2 separate regions of the Rattus norvegicus genome follow, and region 2 is linked to region 1. Evidence: chromatin contacts called from public Hi-C data. All regions are on one chromosome and are shown on one strand. The core of a region is the stretch at or near the end of the contact, and the rest is flanking DNA. Distances in the headings are between cores, read along the strand shown.

Region 1 (2,913 bases), core at 380-2,879:
TGCTAATGGGCTATGTGGTACGTTTGATTTTCACCTGTCAAGCATCCTCAGTACAACCCCTCCTACTTCTTCAGAATCCAGCAGTCCTTCGCCGCCCTACCTCCTCACACCAAAACTAAGAGTGTTCACAAAGTCCAGGGCCGAGTCTCCCTTGCCCCATTCTGCTCCCTTTGAACTGAGCTGCAGGCCCTCCCAGTCCTGAGACAAAGTGTCAGCCAGAAACTTAAGTTGCTGTGCCATCGTGTGGCTAATGAAAGGACAGCATGCTCGGTACAGAGCTAAAGAGGGGAGACAATGAGACATCCAACCAGACAGTTAAAGTCCCTAAGAGACATGGGCACCTCCTCAAAGGCTGTCTAGGTGTCAATTGGACTTGGAATGCCCCAGATTTATACATGGGACACGAACATCCTGGATTTCTGGGTGCTTTTGTTTTGTAAAACTGTGTGATTAGAAGCCGTCCTCGAGTATGCCCAGCACATGCCTCCTCGAAGGGCACTCCAACCCACCCAAACAAGCCGTGTTCCATTTTATGAAGAGCATTAGGAAGGAGGGGCGAGGTTTCCTGAGAGCCCCATGCTGGAGCTTGAAGGTCATAGGGTCAGGTTTTCTCTAAAGTCAAACCCAAGTTCCTACTTCAGTAAAGGACTGTAGGAAACAGTCATGAGCCGTGCCTCTTGATCAGGTGACCTGAGATCAAGTCTTAAACTTCAGCACACCCTCGCTCTGGGTCTCATCATCCTCTCTGTGAAGTGGGAGAGCCAGGAGTCATGATCCCTGCCTGTGCTTCAAAGGCAGCAGAAGCAAAGGGTCTAACATGTGCAGGAGCACAGTGGGGTCTTTAGAGTCAGCGGGAATGGGACAGGACACCCCATGGTGCCTGTCAAATGTTTCAGTGTCAGACATGATTCACGTCCGGCAGTCGTTCAAAGTCAGGGCCCTGAAAACCAGAGCAGGAGAAAGCAGAAGGGGCACGCCTGAGTTAGGGGGAGCAGGACACCTCACAACCACCTTCAGGTTGGAGTAGGAGAGCCTGGTACAGTGTGACTATCCCAGCCAATGGCCAGCCAGTTACAATTCAACAGGGACTTAGGCATCATCAGCTCTGAGCTTACTAAAGCTCTACCTTCAAATAAACCCACTATTTCGACCATAAAGATGTATGTTCTGGGCAGGGTGGATACTTCCCCTTCAGGAAATGTCCCCAAATCCCAGTGTTCATCATAATTCATCCCCAAAGCACCATTTCAAAAGGAAATGAGACTGTAGCAGGAAGGCCGGTTCTAAAGGCCGGAAGTGGATGGAGGACTAGTAGGGGAGGACTAGTATAAGCAGGAGTGGAGCTGAGGGAGGGTGGGGACCAGAGATGGAAGAGACAATGCAAACTGTATGTTACTTTGTACCCTACATTTACAAATAAATTAAAAACGCCAATGTCCTGACCTCAGATCCCGGCAAAGTAGGGATGCCACAGTCCTGATTCTTTCCAGGAAATCTTGAGAGCTACTTCCGAGGAAGCCTGCACCCCAGGATGCCACCCAAATCCCCCTGAGATGCCAGGACCTGTCCTGTAGGTCTGGGTATCAGATCTTCTTCAGAGAGCACGCACAGTTGGTGGCGTGTGCCCTCTAGTGGAGTATCAGGGAAAGACAGTTCGGAGTGGACAAAGAAAAGCACCAAAACAACTCAGGCCCTGTGGGGTTTCCTTCCAGGTTTCTTCCCCTCCCTGCGCCCCCGCCATCCCCACCCCCCAACCCCGGACTGCAGGGCCCCTGCACAAGGCTGCTTCCACGTTGGCTGGTGGCGCAGGCTGCGGGGGCCTTGGACAGTCCGGGCCAGGAAATGACCTTGGATGTGTAACAAGTTGCAGAAACCTTGGAAAATTTTCCGAGCAGCAGCTCGTTCCAACCTCCAAGAAAAACAATATAGTTTGATGCTTTGGGAAGTCTTTCTCCCTTGATGTGTTCCACACGTGGTTCTCCTAGATCCTGGAATTTCCGAGGCTGGGCAGCAAAGTCAGGCAGAACTTCCCCAAAAGGATGTCTAAAACCCAAAACAAATAGTGTCTTTTTTTAAGTGTCTCGTTTCATTTGCAAAATGCTTGGTCCCTTCAAAATATAAAATCCTTTTTTTATTAGTTCCTTTTTAAAAATCCATTCTGTAATACATACAGTGGATTCCAGAAATCCCTCAAGAAGATGTGTGTGATCAGGAAGGGGCCTACACTTGCATGTAGAAGGTGCCGGTTAAAACAGAATTATCGGAATCAAAGAGATTGGTAAGGATCTGAGTTTGGACTCAGCACCCATTAAAAGGCCAGGCACATCCGTTGCTCACCTGTAATCCCAGCTCTGGCAGAAGGCGCTCTAAACCCATCTGGTCAGTCAGTGTAGCTCAACCTGTGAGCTCTGGGTTCACTAAGAGGCCCTGTCTCTAAAAGGAGGGACCAGAGACTAAAGGAAGACACCAACATTGATCTCTGGTCTCTACATGCACCACACATGGGCACACACACAAACAAATACACACACATACACGGGAGCGGGTGGAATCGTTTGAAGCAGCATGTGAGGGTTCTTATCATTTGTTTTTAACATGCCTGTTGCAAGTAGTTTATTTGGCCTTTTGGATACCAATACAACATAGTAACTGTAATTACAATATTTAAACGTAGCTCTTTAACATGAATGCTGGGTCAAATATTTACAAACACAAAGAGTACTAGCACTTAGTTACTATAACTTAGTTACTAGCTACCCTCTACTTGGTTCATTACCCCCCCCCAATACTGTACACATAGTATCATTTACCTCTAAGGACAAATCAGGTATTATTATTATTATTATTATTATTATTATTTTATCTTTACTATTAAGGCTGAATAGGCACAGATTGGCTGAGTGGGGATTCATT
Region 2 (2,700 bases), core at 107-2,606, 220 kb before region 1:
CTGTGTGTGTGTGGTATGTGTGTGTGTCTGTGTGTGTATGTGGTGTTTGTGGTGTGTGTGTGTGTGTGTGTGTGTGTGTGTGTGTGTGTGTATAAAACACCCATACACATCAAGTAATACAATAATAACTAAAAGTAAGATAAAGCTCACAGGACAGTTTGTAGTGCATAACACTGCATTATGACCCAGGCCCTCAAAAGAAGCTATATCATTCCCTTATGTGTATACCACCCACTGCTGGGTCCCCTAAGAAATGTTTAAATTAAGGCATATCAGAAGTCAGTTCCTGGGGTCTTCCACACTCAATGACAATTCACCAAGGCAGCTTTTTCACAAACACTGACCCTAATATTCTGACTTGATTATGGACATTGTTTTACAAAGGTTTCTACCTCTCCCCCATCCCAATTCTGAAAAGCCCCCATTATTATGAATCTCACGTGCCCTTCAATGTTACTTGTGTTCAATCCTGACTAGGAAGGCCTAGGCGCTTTGTGGGCTAAAACATCAAAAGCAAACTCATATTTATGCAAATATAAATTAAAATCCTCTTTGCTTTATTAGACTTTCCATCCTAAAAACATATACATAATTCATGATGGGGGATAAAGGGAGATTATTAGCTGTAGGGCCACGGACCAACTTTTTAATAGTGAAGAGAGTGTGGTGAAAGCTGATTTTTTTAAACTTTTAATTTTCTAATGAGTCAAAAGAACAAGACAAACTCAAAGAGACCATGTCAGTGTGGTCTTTCTTCCCCTTCCTCAACTTTGGAAGCAGAGAGAGTCAAAGCGACATTTATCTTTTAAACCTTGTGAAATGACCACACATTTAATGAACTAAAATGTCAAAAACGTGAAACGTTTAAGGAATCTTGATCTTTTGTTAAACACACAAGGTGATGTGCAAAAAGAAAAAAGGAAGACAGTAGTTATTCGTGTTCATAACCTTATCTTTCTACAAGGAAAAATGTAAAAAGGTCGGGATGTGGGATGGCCAGGTTGGGGCTGGCCCACCCTCCCACTTTGTCCAAGGACAAGATCCACCTTGAGGAACTAAGACCTTGAACCAGCCAAAGGGAATGGTCACTGTGAAGCCCCGCTCTTCTTTCTCCTGGACATCAGCGCACACCTAATGAATTCTCTCCTGCACCATGGGGCCCAGACGGCGGTCGGAAACCTGACTGCACCTGCCGCATCTCCCTTCAGATCACGTTGCTGTTATGAAAAATAGTTTGCTATTTTGGAACCCCCTGGCAGCTAGAGTGAATCGCCGAGGGCCCCAAGCTCGTTTATCTTGTGTCAGAAGCAAAGCCAAATGAACGCCACCTCGCCCGGCACCTGAAGAATGGGAAGGCGCTTGGTGAGAGTAAAAATAACCAAGGGCCAGGGAAACGATGCGGAGCAGAGCTAACTAAATAGGGCTGCTCACAACATACCCCACTTTTTTTTTGGTAGCCCAGGCTAGCCTCCAACTCTTTATGTAGCTAGAATGACCTTGAACTTATGACCCATTTTCATCTCCATAATGCTGTGAATCCATAAGGTTCTAAAGGCACATTCCACCACTATCCTCTAAGCCCTGCTGGGAATCAAACCTTGTGCTTAAGGGGTAAGCATTCCATCGACTGAGCTACAACCTCAGCCTCAACTTTTCTCAGTTAATTTTAGAAGGGAGAGGATTCTGCCATGAAAGGTTTGGGCTTGGAGTGGGAGGCTGTCCCTGACCAGATTCATACAGTTTTGGAAAACTGTGGTGCCCATTAAAACTAACTGGGACTTCCAGGTGTGCTGAGGAGACTTTACCAGACTCTACTCACCTACAGATGGACCAGAGACATTCCTCAGGCGCTCACAGTTCAATGCACCCAACATCACCTTCCTTTTTCTTCTAGCCACCAAAGGGCTGAAGCTAAAGTCACGGACTGAGGCTGACTTAAAACTCTTACGTATGCTAACAGTCAAAAGAGAAAGAAGGAGAGAGACTGAGAAAGAAAGAGCCCATGGAGCAGCTGGGAGATAGTGAGTGAAGCAGAACCACTTCAAATGCCATTTATTTACATTGTGCATGTGGGGGGTGCGTTGCGTGTCCGTGTGTGCGTGCGTGTGTGTGTTTGCCTGCTGAGCCATCATGCCAGTCCAGGAATTTTGAAATCCAACTGTACAAATTAACAGGCTCCAGTGTGAGGCTTTTGGGCATGTGCCCCACACAGAGATTGTGGTGCTGGTTATTTATGGGTGGACAACGAGAGGCAGAAGAGGAAGATCAGAAAGGGTGAAAGTTAGCCCACCCTGTGCAGGGAGCAAGGCCACCTACCTGAGGTGCCAGTGACCTCCATGGACAGGCGATTGAGCTTTTCCTGTGCATGAAAGATCCACGTGTGGGCTAGAACAAAAACAAACAGAAACAAAAAGCAGAACAAACAAACAAAAAAACCTCTGTCCAAACAGAGCAAATGATTATACGCAGACACGATGTGCTTTGTAGACAGAAAGTCAACTATGCAACCTATGGAACCTGACCAGACTGCAAATCCTGGAACCACAGTGGCATGGCACCCAGATGAGGCAGTTTCAAGCACTGTGTGGGTTTTATCTGATACCAATCGCTCGTGGGAACTATCCTCCTGGAGGAACATCCCTTTATACCAGTATCTAATGCTTATCTTTGGCAGGGTGCCTACCATACTCCAGACATAGT

The links. Hi-C and Micro-C count contacts between places; a contact is called where the count stands out from the background.
Region 2: a Hi-C map of psoas muscle shows a contact between it and region 1, with 2.7 times the contacts expected there. The contact joins two enhancer-like sites. A contact is called at or near these places in 2 of 12 Hi-C or Micro-C datasets (mammary epithelial cells and psoas muscle).

Annotation. Positions count from the first base shown.
Region 1 is chr8:77,550,152-77,553,064 of GRCr8, reverse strand. No RefSeq gene overlaps it. Among named protein-coding and RNA genes, the nearest start is that of Vps13c, 190 kb to the right of the region's middle. Within about 2 kb of position 1,629, at least 9 of the 93 cell types and tissues checked have an H3K27ac peak or open chromatin away from gene starts, as enhancers often do.
Region 2 is chr8:77,769,102-77,771,801 of GRCr8, reverse strand. No RefSeq gene overlaps it. Among named protein-coding and RNA genes, the nearest start is that of Vps13c, 410 kb to the right of the region's middle. Within about 2 kb of position 1,356, at least 2 of the 93 cell types and tissues checked have an H3K27ac peak or open chromatin away from gene starts, as enhancers often do.